Linked DNA regions of Sus scrofa: all the other regions are linked to region 3. A link is a contact called in public HiChIP or PLAC-seq data. All regions are on one chromosome and are shown on one strand. Each heading gives the region's core, a stretch centred on a gene start, on an enhancer-like site or on the middle of the called end of the contact. The rest is flanking DNA. Distances are from core to core; before and after follow the strand shown. Region 1 has its middle 120 kb from the start of TBX15. Region 2 overlaps TBX15 (T-box transcription factor TBX15). Region 3 has its middle 190 kb from the start of SPAG17.

Region 1 (4,573 bases), core at 993-3,492, 370 kb after region 3:
ATATGCCGCAAGAGCGGCCCAAGAAGATGGTAAAAAGACAAAAAAAAAATAATAATAATAATAATGGAGAGGGAGAGTCCGTCATGGCGCAGCAGAAACAAATCCAACTAGTAACCATTACGTTGAGGGTTTGATCCCTGGCCTCCCTCAGTGGGTTAAGGATATGGAGTTGCCATGAGCTGTGGTGTTGGTCACATTTGCCACTAGGATCTTGTGTGGCTGTGGCATTGGCCAGCAGCTATAGCTCCAATTAGACCCCTAGCCTGGGAACCTCCAAATGCTTCAGGAGCGGCCCTAAAAAGAAAAAAAAAAAATGGGGAGGAAGTTATACAGCCAATCCAAGCCTGACTTACAAACATTTCCCATATTCCAGTTTCCACTCTTTCTCCATCTGCTGCCTGAATGGAGAGGTACCACTGCTGGGTGCTGAAGAGAGTGGGTTCTGGAAAGAGCTTGGTTCTCAATGTCATTGCTCAAAGAAGAGCTACCCAACCAGGAGGCCCATGTCAGATTGTGAGATGAGTGAGAAATAAACATTCATTTGTTACTACATGGGGCTTTATCTGTTATATCATCTAGAGACAGCCCAGGAAGGGCTGTAGCAGCCCATGGTTGGGTGAAGCATGTGCAGTAAAGATGGGGAGAACTCTGAGATTCCTTTTCTTGGAGTCCAGGAGCTTCTCTTAGAATGAGAATTGCAGAAGGGTGGACTTGGCTATCCCTTGGCTGTCCCCTTGGTCCGTTTCAGCTTTACTGAGTAAAAGAATGAACAAGGATTCCAAATCTCTGGTTTCCTGTGCCTCTATAGGGCCTGCAGTAAAGTTTAATAAAAGCAAAAAGTATGAGTAGGAAGCATGTGAATTAGGAAATGCTGTTAGGAGGACCCACAAAAGATGAGTGAGCACTTATGGGGCAGAAAATTTTCCCTTCTGAATTTCTAGGTTATTTGGCTGATTGAATAATTCAATTGACGTAAGTGAGATTAACAGAATAAAAACACTTTGTGTGTGTGTGTCTTTTTGCCTTTTCTAGGGCCGAATGCACGGCATATGGAGGTTCCCAGACTAGTGATCAAATCGGAGATGAAGCTGCTAGCCCACGCCAGAGCCACAACCACTCGGGATCCGAGCCGCGTCTGCAACCTACACCACAGCTCACGGCAATGCCAGATCCTTAACCCAGTGAGCAAGGCCAGGGATCGAACCGGCAACCTCATGGTTCCTAGTCATATTCATTAACCACTGCGCCACACGGGAACTCCTAAAAACACTTTTAATTCCATATATGCAGAAGCCCTCAAAGATAGGAAACTAAAGAGCAAGTGGGGCAATGGAGGCTTATCTGCCTTTCTGAGCTCAGGAAGGTCCTAGGAGCCTGGGGCTTGGAAACAGGGAGGAGGGCCATTCTTGGGAAGGTAACAGCAGCTGATGTTTGGTTGTTAGAAGTTTGCCCTCCCACGCAAGTAAGTCTTTCAGATAAAAAAAAAGGTGTCTCTGGTAATAGCGTCTTTTCTGGTACAGGCTCCCTATCTAAATTCGTTTAGGTAATTAAGGGAGAGGTCAACGTTTCTCCCCAATCTGCTGGGTCTTGATTGCCTTCAGCTCAAAAGAATCCACAGGCCAAAGTGGTATATTTGGGGCGGCATATTCTGCTCCCCTTGACAGTGCAATGATGATGAATGTTTTCTCAGCCTTAAGCAGCAAGTCTCCCCTTTCACCATCCCACGTGGCGCTGCGTGCCTGGCTGGAGAAAGCAAAGGCTCTGGGCCGACACAAGGAGCATGGCAGCTGGGGAGCTGGCTGGGGGAGAAGGTTAGGGGGACGTGTTGGGGGGACGTAACTTGACTCCTCTAGCACCACCCAGTCCCCACTGGTCCTTTCCAGAGGGAAGGTTCCCACTGAGACACTGAGGGAATCCTGAATTGCCCAACCCCGCAGGCTGCAAGCCCAGCTTCAAGAAATAGCCTGGAATTAGCAACAGGGACATCAGTGCGTCAATGGATGGGGAAAGCTTACAGGTCTGAAGCAGAGTCCTGGAGCAACACACCACTTTGTGCAGCAGAAGGGGAGCAGGTCATGGCAGCAGGCTTCACTCCGAACGAAGGGAGGGTTTATCAGTTATAAGGGCAATTGACCTCAGGTGGGCTCATTGGTCACCAAGGAAACCAGCTGAGGGGCAAGTCCCTCACCACCCCTTTGATGAGCAAAGTGAAGAGTTCTGACCTAAAGCTAGAACAATCATCAGCTGGGGCCTGGGGCCAGTATGTAGGAAGATCGGTTATGTAGAGTAATTGTAGGTGAGGCAGGCACTGGTCCGGAGGGGGTGTCCGGAAAGCAAGAGGACAGCCATCTTCAGTGGCCTGGCCCCACACGGGACATCTCACAGAAGAAAAGGGAATCCAGAAGTTCCCAGGTGGTGCGGTGGATTAAGCATCCAGCATTGTCACCCCTGAGGCTTGGAGCTCTCTGCTGTGGTTTGGGTTTGATCCCACCCCCCAGAACTTTTGCAGGTCATGGGTATGATTTTAAAAAGTAGGGGGAGAAAAATAAAAAAACACTATTAAAAAAACCTACACTTAATTGCTAAGGCAATTTACACAGTTTTATAAATGAAGGATATCTGAATCAAAAAACAAAACAAAAGTAGGGGGAGAACACTGCAAACCAGCTATTAAGAAAAAGACAAAAATCATTTAAAAAAAATGTGTGTGGGGGGGTGTTTAATCTAGAGTCACGGTACTAGGAACCCCGGGGAGAATGCATGACTTAAGGTTTTTGAGATTTGACTTAGGAGAATTACGGTATCTCACTGTCTCATGCAGACAATTCTTGTCTTCACTGTGCTGCTTCCCAACCACACTGGGACACCGTCCTTCCTCCTCAGTGCCTACAGTTTCCATGAATTCTTCAAAGGACCATTCACGTTCAACCTACTCCGTGAACACCTCTCTTTATTATTGACCTTATAAATCTAATTTTTTGAAAAAGACGGTAGTGAAAAAGGCCTAGAATAGAGCCCTTTGTTGCATGTAAGCTCTGTTAATTTTGTGCACATTACTAAGCCTGTATGAGTTTCAGTTTCCCCAACTGTAAAATAGGGATTGAAATATAAATCCTGGAGGGTGCTTGTAAGGATTATAGGATAACTTTGCGCAATGTGGAACATGTAATAAAGATAATAAAAATTTGCTTTGTTCTAAAATTCTGCCACATATATGGTCTTTACCACCAATTTAATGCTTTTATTGTTCTGTTTCATGTGTATATATCTTAACTCCTCAACTAGGCTGAAATACTCTTGAAGGCAGAAATTTTTTATTTTCCTCTATTACATAGAACAGTTCTGTAGGATGCTAAGCCATATTTAGTGTTTTCTTATTAACTGTTCATTATGGATCTAATTGTTATTAATAAATTGTTGTTTGATCATTCATTTTAACTTTTTAATAACATCAAAGAGAAAGAATGACTCTCATCCTCTGAGAGGATTTATTGAGACCTTGTGGAAGATAGATCCAGATTTGGGGAGGCTCTAAATGGCCCTAGTCCAGAAGACCTGCAGCAGCACTTCAGTAAGTATCAGTGCTACAAAGCCCTTGGAAAGGCAAAAATGCCCGGCCTCAGCTGATGTGACACTAGCCAAGCACATCTTCCAGGGAGGATATGGCTGCCCTTGGCATAAGTTAGAGCAAGCAAATTCTCTGATAAGGTCTGCATTTTTATTAACTCAAATGCCACCTCCTTAGAGGAGCCCTCTTAGAAAACCCTGTCTGGATGAGTCATTATCCTCAATCCCCAGTCACTCTCTATCATCCTATTACTTCTAATTTCCTCAAAATGATGTATGCAACCTGAAATTATATTATTAGATTGTTTGCTGGCACATTCTATGTCTCTCTCGCAGCAGACCATGAACTCTTTGAAGGCAGGATCAAATTTAATTGTTCACTTCTTGGTCTTCATGTTGAGTGAGGGCAGTACTTGATATAGAGTAGGCCATTCAATAAGTATTTATTGAATCGAATGAATGAAGGTCATGGCCCTCTCTGGAAATCAAATCTCCAGTTGACAATCATAAGCAGAAAAGCTTTGTGAAATGTATCTTTGTGAAGGGGTTTCCTTGAGAAGACAACTCTCATTTAGCTATTTGAATGCAAATTGGTACAGGGCAGCTTCTCTGAAATCCTAAGTACTAAGCAATGAATCAAAGATTTGTCTTTAGCCAAACAGCTCTGCCCTCCTGTCTCAGCCCTCAACACTCCCACTAATGATAACATATTTCATGAAAGGGGACATTAGTCAATAGGCTGCAAGAATCTTCTGAATATCTTCAGTTTTATTAAATTGCTAGGTCTGCATTGAGATGCTATGGTTTTTCCTCCAAAACTTATTTATTATATTAACTTTTAAAACGTTATTTCATGGAGTTTCCGTCGTGGCTCAGTGGTTGGTGAATCCGACTAGGAACCATGAGGTTGCGGGTTCAATCCTTGGTCTGGTTCAGTGGGTTAAGGATCCTGCGTTGCTGTGGCTCTGGCGTAGGCTGGCGGCTACAGCTCCGATTGGACCCCTAG
Region 2 (4,881 bases), core at 1,317-3,816, 390 kb after region 3:
GTGGTGCTTTTACTGCTGCAGCCTAGGTTCAATCCTCATCTGGGAACTGAGATCCCATATCAAGCCACTGCACACTGTGCCCCACCCCCAAAAAAATGAAAAAAAGAAAATAACTTTTAAGAGCAAAAAAAAAAGGGGGGGGACTCAATAGCAATCATTTGATAAAAGAGAAGAAACTCAATCTGCAATTTTTTTTTTTTTTTTGTCTTTTGTCTTTTTGTCTTTTGTTGTTGTTGTTGTTGCTATTTCTTGGGCCGCTCCCGCGGCATATGGAGGTTCCCAGGCTAGGGGTTGAATCGGAGCTGTAGCCACCGGCCTACGCCAGAGCCACAGCAACGCAGGATCCGAGCCGCGTCTGCAACCTACACCACAGCTCACGGCAACGCCGGATCGTTAACCCACTGAGCAAGGGCAGGGACCAAACCCGCAACCTCATGGTTCCTAGTCAGATTCGTTAACCACTGCGCCACGACGGGAACTCCCTGCAATTTTGATCACTGTTATTTTGGGGCAAGAGGATGTTGAAGAGGAAGACTCACAAAGGGTCTGACATTTTCACAAGCAGTCTGTTGGGTATTCAGGTAAATGGATGCTGTGCCTGGGAGAGCCAGCGGCTGGACTTGAGAAAAGAGTTGAAATCTGCCCATGGGCCATCTGCACATACGGCCACAGCCTTCCCTATCTGAGCTGCAAGAGAAGGGCGATTAGAAATTGGATGAAAAGCACAAAGCAGTGGGAGGAAAAAGTCCACCCTGCCCATCCACAAGAGATGGCTGTGGCTCCATGTTAGCAAAAGAGAGGACACGAGTTCTAAGATTCAGAGGGGCTTGCAGCAGCCCCCTTCACACTGTCAGACCCGAGCCATTTATTCCCAGTGTCAGGAGCTAAGTTGCTTCTCATCTACAAAACGAGAATAAAAAAACTGCTAAGGCTGCCATGAGCAATAAGATGAAATTCTTGTGACGATCTCTTCAAATTGCAAGGGCCATGTGAGTGCTTCATGATAGAGATAATAATTTCACCCCCACCATAATCATGAAGGTAGCCTTGCTTTGGGGGAGGGAGAGAGAAGAGCGGGTGCCAGGTGAAACGCCACTCTGGCGCTGGCACTGGCTCGCTAGCACGAGCGGCGATGCTTAGGTTATTTCTAGAGCTACCTAGTACTCCCCGTTCCAGGAAAGTCGGTGGAACTCGTGGCTTGGCTTGGGGCCGGGGTGCTATATTCAGTTCAGCTCCCACCCCCTCCCCCGCACTCGCTCTGAGCAGAGGCCCTGCCCGGGGCTTTACCTTGCTGCTTTTGCATGGTGGTGAAATCTTCAAAGGTGAGCGTGCGCACCGGGGGTCTCCAGAAGGCATACGTCTCCATGATGGCTTCCAGTCCGGTTCTACAGAAGGAAAAGCCAGCAAAGGAAGTTGTAAATAACCCCAAGAAACACGCCGACTTTTCAAAAAAATTCCTGAGATGGTCTGTCTGAAGTGGTATATGCATAGGCACTGAGACAAATCACCACCAAGGAGAAATAGTCTGGAAGAACACAGGGTACAGGGAGGCCGGAGAAAGGAGAAATTAACCCAATTCAGATTACTTGCAAGCAAGTCATAGCTATGGCGGCATTGCACACTGCCCTTTCTTCAAAGAAGGTGTGGCCTGCATGAAAAAAACATGCACATGTTACGTGTTAAAGGTCAAGGTCGCAGCTGATAGGAATAGAGTGGAGAAGAGAGTAGCACTGATGGTTTCTCTAGCACAGGGCAATGTCATCAGCATTACCACGGGGCCTTGACACAGCCTGTCCCAGAGTCAACTCCACCACCGGGTATGTGGCATCAGTGAAACTGTCACATTGCTGTGCCTTTAAAGGCTTCTTAAATAAGGGGAGACAGGCAGGGCAATAGAGACAGAGGGAGAGGTAAGCAATCAAATACACTGGAGTTTCTGCTGCAACGAGAAATACCTACCTGGAGGCACACAGACCGTTTGGTCCCAGAAGATAGACCTCAAACAAAAAGACTAATACATTTCCGCGAATATTTGTCTGTATCTTACAGTCGAGCTGGTCTTTGAGAGTCATATAATTGGGACTCAAGGAAACATCCAATATTGTACAAGAGCATTACTCTAAGACGTCTGTTTCACTGATTCTGGAAATTCTAGTAATAGAACTATGTGCACACTGCCCAATTTATCCTTCAATAAATTCTCTCTATCATACACACGCACAATGTGCTGATGGACATTGTTTTAACATAATTATCCAGGTAATCTGGATTATCTTAGACACGTTCTTGCTGATATTCCATATCCTCAGAACAGATCACTGATGGGTGCTTTGTTTAAAACTCTGAACACAGCTTCTGATTACTGACTTTTCTTTCAAACTAAGGGCTTCACTTCCAGCTGAGTGGAGGACGGGAAGCTCGGGGACTCTGAGGAAGGCAGGAGAAGGAGGGTAGGGAAGAGCAGGTGGCAGACATCCTTCTACAGCAGTCACCGGAAGGTAACATGGTGTCCTTGCCTGGAAAAGACACGCCTTCCCTCTTGAGATGGAGCTTGGGCTGCTTGTGCTACTAGGTAAGATGTCCCCAACGTTCTTGTCAGTGTGGCACAGCGAGAAGAAAGTGCGAGGCTCTATTTCAAGTGAGAACAAATATCCTTTCCTTATAAATGACTGTAAGATCCCTTGAGGTTCTTCCCTGATGAGCTGCTGATACACTGATTGGCTCTTTGTGTTGGAAATTTTCCTCTCTGAACCAGCCTTACTTGCACAATTAACTTTCTAAAGTCTTCCCTGGAATCTTGGAGGCTTTAAATACACCAATGCTGGCAAATCTAACTCTGTATTTTTAGAAGAGGTGGAGAGGAGAGGGTGTCGCATGGTGTTTATTAGCTGTTAATCTGTTAAAAGTAGGAATAGAAGACATCTCCACATAGTCACCCTGCATTAATGCTGCATACAGTACATGAAACTATTTGTGAAGAGAAAGAGTCCAGGCCATTAGGGAGTTCAGAATAAAAAGGGGATAGGCAGATAAAGCCAGGCAGAGCCTTGATGAATATAAAAAAATAGACAGGCCAGGCTTAGATCTTACTGCCTTGTTTTGGAATGTTGGGGGCTCACCAGAACATCTTAGGATTCCCTTTAATGGCCCGAGAGGCTCACTGCACAGAGCAAGGTCTCTATTGTTCCACTTCCTATTCCATTCTTCCTGGGAACGTGTACCAATGATGGGGACAAAATATTAACTCAAGGTCAAAGAACAGTCCCTTCTCATTTCATAAAGTGATAGACTGTGACATAGCATAAATATACTGGTAGACTGCCAATGTCACATTTACGAAAGGAATAGAAAATGAACTTTGATTTTATTTCCATAACGGGCAAAAAGACGATGGCAAAGATAGCAACAATTTTATTTAAGTAGTCAACTATATATAATGATAGTGACCACCTATCCATGTATCCACATCCGAAATCCAACTGAAATACTCAGTGTAGAATCAATTATAGATTCAAAAGCTGGAAAGGATGTTGGGTGTCATCTACTTTTACTTCCTATGATGCCGTCTTGGATAGAAGGTTATCCAGCCTCTGCTTGAGCATTTCCCAAGGAAAATATGTAGTTTTGGGACAGATCTGTTAGAAAGTTGTTTCTAGATGCTCTGAGAAGGAAATCACCTTTGTGTGGGGCCTGCCCACACAGCATAACCTCAGCCCAATCATGAAAAGACATCTGATGAACGCACATTAAGGAACATTCAACAAAGTCACCCTGCCAAAGTATCAAAGCTACGGAAGGTGAGGAACTGTTCCACCCACAGGAGGAGGAGAAGGAGGAAGGGAAGAAGGAGAAATGACCTTTGGTTACAGAGAGGGACTCTGGGACAGTATGAAAACAATAGTGGAAAACCCAGTAGAAAATCAGAAAAAGTGTTTAGCTAAGAGTCCCGCACCAGTGGTGATTCTCTGGTTCTGACACCTGCACAATGGCTATGAAAGATGGTAAACCTGAGAAGTCAAGTGAGGAGATATGGAAACTCTCTGTATCATTTCTGGAAATTTTCTGTAAATGCAACATGCGTTCAAAATAAAGAGAGATGGGGCCCTACTGTACAGCCCAGGGAACGGCGTGTGATTGGGTCACTTTGTTGTACACCAGAAATTGAAGAAACACTGTAAATCAACTATAATTAAAAAAGGAAAAAACAAAACACGGAGATTTTTTTTTAATGGGGAGAAAAAAGGAAAGTTCTTTCTGATCTTGGGCTGAAATCTCTGATGTAACTTTTACCCTCTGGTCCCATTACCAATGGGTAAATGGTAAGCGGGCCAGATATTTTCCACATCCTCATCAGGAAGACCCTTCTCAGCTGTGAAGACTGTAATGTATGACACGCTACATACGAACACAACCGTGGTGCATCCAGGCCCGGTGTCTGTCACAACAAGGGTCTTTTTGGTGGTAAAGTTGAGCGCGTGTTGGGAGGGGGAGGGGTAATGACTACCAAAACCTAATGGCTAAGTGCACATTCCCAACCACACTTTACTAATCTGCTGTAGATCTGTCTCTCATAGGTTTACCCTAGACCTTACTGAATCTATGTATATATTCAGAGTCTACCTCTTTTTAAAAAATTAATCCTATGTGCTTACCATATGCCACATCTTATTTGTCCTCCAACTCCATTAAGCTTCACTGGAGAGATCTAACTGTTCAAAACGACTAATTCCATTCATCAGGATTTGGTGATGTGCCGTGGCAAGCTACGTATTAGCTCATTCACTCTCCACCATGGTTTTCTATATCCCAGCACTTAGCACAATGCCTATGACATGGCAGGACTTCAATTACTGTGCATTAAATTAATAGGTAAAGGAATGA
Region 3 (4,987 bases), core at 1,483-3,982:
AGTCTATTTTGTCTAATATGAATATTGTGACTCCCACTTTCTTGTTTCCATGCCTAAAATATCTTTTCTATCCCCTCACTTTCAGTCTGTATGTGTCCTTTGCCCTAAGGTGGGCCACTTGTAGTCAACACATTGTAGGCTCTTGTTTTTTTATCCATTCATCCATTCTGCCACTTTATGTCTTTTGATTGGAGCATTCAGTCCATTGATATTTAATGTAATTATAAGTGCATAAGTATTGCCATTTTAAACCTTGTTTTCCAACTGATTCTATGTTTCTTTGTTCCTTTCTTTTTATTTTTGTGGTTTGATGATTTCCTTTTATTTTGTCCTTATATCCTCTTATTTTTGGTTTTTGTAAATGTATTGTTTGATTTTGGTTTTTTGTTGCCCTGTTTTTTGACTGTGTTAACCCCTTCATGTATCTGCTTGCTTTAGACAGATAGTCATATAGGCTCAAACACATTCTTAAAAAAGTTCTAGATTTTCTTACTCTCCTTCCCTACAAATTTTTATTTTGATGTCCTTTTTTACATCTAATGTTTATCCTTTTGCTGTCCTTTGTTGTGTTTATCATTTCTTTCACAAATAGTTTTTTCTTTTTTCTTTTTGATCTGTATACTAGCTGTATGCTATATATTTAACTGATAACTTTCCAATTGTGATTTCCTCCATTCTGTATCCTTTAATTCTTATTTAGAGGTGGCCTTTCAATATTTCTTTTAGGATAGGTTTAGTATTGCTGTATTCTTTTAGTTTTGGCTTGTCTGAAAAATTCTTTATTTCTCCTATTTTAAATGATAATTTTGCTGGGTAGAGTATTCTAGGTTGCAAATTTTTCCCTTTTAGAACTTTTAATGTATCTTGCCACTTTTAATATATTTTGAGGGGTTCCCATTGTGGCTCAGCAGAAATGAATCTGACTAGCATCCATGAGGACACAAGTTCAATCCTTGGCCTTCTAGTGGGTCAAGGATCCAGCATTGCTGTGAGCTGTGGTGTAGGTCATAGACCCAGCTCGGATCCTGTGCTTCAGCTGTGGCTGTGGCATAAGCCAGCAGCTACAGCTCCAATTTGACTCCCAGCCTGGGAACCTCCATATGCCATGGGTACAGCCCTAAAAAAGACCAAAAAAAATGTGTGTGTGTGTGTGTGTGTGTGTGTGTGTAATATTTATTTATTTATTTGTTTATTTTAGGGGGAAATTTTCAGCCCTAATTTCTTTAAATGAATTTTCAGTCCCCTTTTCTCCTTCTGAGATCTCTATGTAGATAGGCATGCTTTATATTATCCCATAGATCTCATATTGCTTTCATTTTTTTTTCATTCAGCTTTCTGTATGCTGTACTGATTGAGTAATTTCCATTATCCTATCTTCCAAGTCACTTATTCATTCTTCTGCATTATTCATTCTGCTATTCATTACCTTTAGCTGAGCTTTCATCTTGGAAAATGAATTTTCTAATTTTTCTTGTTCCTCCTTATAGTTTCTAGTTTCTTTTTATAATAATCTGCCTTACCATTGATAATCATTCTTAACTCCTTAAGTATTTTCATTATCTCCTTTTTGAATTCTGTGTCTGTTAGACTGAAGCATACTCTATCATTGTTTGCTCCTTCAGTGGAATTCTCCTCTTCCTTTAACTGGGAATCATTCCTGTGCATCTTCATTTTGCGTATATTTTTCTTACTCTGTGACTTTATGGGAAACAGTTATTTACAGTAGTTCTGGAGAGCTATTTATATGTGGGCGCTTCCCTGGGTAGATTGTGTGTGGGTTAACTCTGTTTTTGGCATTAAGGGCTGCTTTTGGTTTGACAGTATGTGCTATTGATTGGAGAATTCATAGGATAGGGGTTGGAAGAGTCCTCAAAGACAGTCTTTTGAAAAGCAGCTCATGTGATACTTAAATCCTCTGTATGCTTTCTTATCCTAGGGTTTACCAGCAGAGGCTTGAGAACTTCAGTTATCAGGAAATTTCCTACATCTCCAAGCTACTTGTATCATCTTCAGCTCCATATCTTCACTTGGTCTGTGAGTTATGCATGTGAATGCATTTCATAGCCACCTATACCTGAGGCAACGGTCCTGTCTGTGATGTGTGTAGTTGGTAGCAGGTCAGGGTTCTGCCTGTGGGAATCTGGGCATCACAAGCAAGTTGTAAACAAGGCAGCCATCTCTGCCAGTGCAGAGAGCCCTTTTGTGATCTAGGTGCCCAGTGTGTGTGGATCTCTGCCTCTGAAGAGTGCCAGTGCTTATGGATTTCTCTCAGCTCTTCAGGAAAATCTCTTAACTGCACACTTGGAATATTTCTGTGTTCACCTGCAGCACTCTGTCAGCAAGCAACAAGAGCTTTAGGGCAGAAACACAGGACACCAGGTTCTTGAAACCCCTTGGAATGGCTTCCATTAACTAAAATACTTGCACTTGTTTTCAACAACAGTTCTCAGGTTAAATTTCAGCAATTTCTATTTTGGTTAGGGAGCTGTGGCAGAAATGTCTCCAGATTCTTGGTGGCTGTAATGCTTCTGTAAAGCCACCTTTCAGCATGCTCCATTTGCTGTGCTCTCAAGGACTCAGCTGTGTTCATGCCTTCACAGTATTCAGCCCCAAAAGGCAAGTAGGGAGACCTGGGAAGGGCTTTTGAGAAGAGGAAGCCCCTGGAACAGGCCACTCCAGGAATCTCCCTGCTTAAATTGACTCACTCTTTGATATGTAGAAGCAACAGCAAGGGGTGGCTTCCAAGTGCTTGTCTGTGATGATGGATGAGCTTGGCCTTGCAGCCTGGGGAACAGATAGGAGTCAGCAGAACACAGATGTTGTAAGGCAGCCAAATTAATCTTTAGTGAGAATGTACAAGTTAGGCACTCATTGAATAGCTAATAGCTGAACCTCATTGCAAAGCAAGAGCTAACCCTACAGAATGGCTGTGGCCTAAAACATTCCAGTCTTGGTTGAGGTATCAACTGTGAGGATTTCTTAAAAATATTTCAATTGTGGGGGAAATTTTTCATGACTGAGAAGAGCATGGTTTCAAATGTACACTTTCTACAGCCTTTCTGGGAAAGTTGGAACTCTGGATAGTAGCCACTTGAGCTTTATCTAATCAGACTGAATCAGGTACATGTATGTGTGATTAAGATGAAGCAAGAACCTAAACCTCTGGAAGGCCTTGGGTGAGAAGTACCCTTCTCTGCAGAAATATTTCCAGATAAATAGGCATTTCATGGGTTAAGAAACTCAACTTCCTCTCTTTTTCCATTAAGAAAAACCATGTGATAACTGGTCTAGATTAAAGTGGCTACTTGGCTGTGTAGAAATGTATGAAAAGTGTTGTTGACATCAGAGACCAAATATATCTTGGATAGCATTTATTCTCCTAAATTATAGGTGGTATCTTGATATCTGCATTTATTTCTAGGTTTATAAAGCTTTCAGGGAGTTAATTTCTGAGTTTAAGGGTGCCATGTAGAAGTCAAGAGTCTGATGAATCGAGCCCTCTTTCAGTATATTTTCTGAATAAATAAGAAAGGGTGATTGAAGGGAGAAATTATTACCATAAACAGGATCAGGAAAATGTATGTAACAATTGAGTGGCATACTGGTTGTGCATTACATCAGGACCATATAGTGAGTGGGTCTTTAGTGAACATTCGTAGACAAGCTATCCAGAGACAAGAGGCAATAATACCAAATACATGGTATTTGGAGAAAGACACACCTATTTAGAACTTCTGTGAGTCTGAGATAATTTTCTAAGAAATAAAGATAATGATACCCATCTTTTAAGACCATAGAGGGGATTCAGATCTAATTTTTAAGTACTTGAAGAATGAATACCTTTTCTTATCAGGTGTGGTGGTGGATATTAATACTAAAGGTTGTTTCTATAGTTCATTATCATGGAACAAAGTGTAGGTCTGAGGAGCTTTCTGAAAGAGCATCAGGGCTTTGCTGGTAACCTAAGCTTTTATACCATTCCCCAGAAAAAACAGGAGATGTGAATGCCATCCACCCCAGGAAATTTGGTAGAGAATTTGACCCATATCTTTTGGAGATGAGCTATCCCTATCTGATGTAGCCATTTCTTAGAATCCTAAAAATAGAGTTGAAACTAGCACTCTTTAGAAGAGAAATTTTTAAAAAAAGAATTAATAGAATTTACACATAAAAATTAATCATCTACTATAAATATACTCATGAGTTTAAGGGGAAATTTTGATCATAAATAGGAATCTCAAAAATGGAGACTAACAAAAGGAACCAAATGGAAATTTTAGAACCATAAAATACAATATCTGAAGTGAAAAATTTGCCTGATGGGTTAACACATTAGATACTACAGAAGAAAATATTAGTGAATTTGAAAACGTAGCATTAGAACTAGACAAAGTGCACAGGGAAAGAAAAGGCTGTCAAGTAGAAATAATGAACAGTGGGAAATGAAAATAAACAGACTTTAGTGATTTGTGGGAAATAATGAAAAGTTTCAATATATCTGTAATTATAGGACCAGAAGGAGAGGATAGGTGAACATAGGAAAAGAATATTTAAAAAAATTAATTATAAAATATTTTCCAAATTTGTTAAAAGTATAAATTCACAGATTTAAGATACTCAGTGGACCCCAAGTGGTATAAACAGACATACAGACAGACACACGTAATAAAATTGCTGAAAATCATTGATAAAGAGAAGATCTTTAAAACAATCAGAGAGGAAGACATGTATAACAGAAGGAAAAAAGACCTAATGTAAGTTCTCATCAAAAATGCTAGAAGCCAGAATATTCTATAATAGCATATATGAGGAAAGAGTCTGGAAAAAGAATGGCTATATGTATATGTATAACTGATTAACTTTGCTCTACACCTGAAACTAAAACATTGTAAGTCCAATAAATATACTCCAATAAAATTTTTAAAAAAGTACTGGGAAAAAGAGTCAACCCAGAATATAAATTCCAGTGAAAATATTTCTCAAAATT

Evidence for each region. HiChIP or PLAC-seq counts read pairs in DNA pulled down with a chosen protein or histone mark.
Region 1: a contact with region 3 is called in an H3K27ac HiChIP or PLAC-seq map of skeletal muscle, with 4 times the contacts expected there. The contact joins two enhancer-like sites. A contact is called at or near these places in 1 of 47 Hi-C or Micro-C datasets (skeletal muscle) and 1 of 2 datasets of contacts at active chromatin or transcription factors (skeletal muscle).
Region 2: an H3K27ac HiChIP or PLAC-seq map of skeletal muscle shows a contact between it and region 3. The contact joins two enhancer-like sites. A contact is called at or near these places in 1 of 47 Hi-C or Micro-C datasets (skeletal muscle) and 1 of 2 datasets of contacts at active chromatin or transcription factors (skeletal muscle).

What each region holds. Positions count from the first base shown.
Region 1 is chr4:102,034,765-102,039,337 of Sscrofa11.1, reverse strand. No RefSeq gene overlaps it. Among named protein-coding and RNA genes, the nearest start is that of TBX15, 120 kb to the right of the region's middle. Within about 2 kb of position 2,242, at least 1 of the 83 cell types and tissues checked has an H3K27ac peak or open chromatin away from gene starts, as enhancers often do. A contact at or near this core is called in skeletal muscle, where this site is marked.
Region 2 is chr4:102,015,411-102,020,291 of Sscrofa11.1, reverse strand. TBX15 (T-box transcription factor TBX15) reads right to left here. Exons shown (of 12, transcript XM_001926903.7): 10 at 1,288-1,385. Among named protein-coding and RNA genes, the nearest start is that of TBX15, 99 kb to the right of the region's middle. Within about 2 kb of position 2,566, at least 1 of the 83 cell types and tissues checked has an H3K27ac peak or open chromatin away from gene starts, as enhancers often do. A contact at or near this core is called in skeletal muscle, where this site is marked.
Region 3 is chr4:102,408,751-102,413,737 of Sscrofa11.1, reverse strand. No RefSeq gene overlaps it. Among named protein-coding and RNA genes, the nearest start is that of SPAG17, 190 kb to the left of the region's middle. Within about 2 kb of position 2,732, at least 4 of the 83 cell types and tissues checked have an H3K27ac peak or open chromatin away from gene starts, as enhancers often do. A contact at or near this core is called in skeletal muscle, where this site is marked.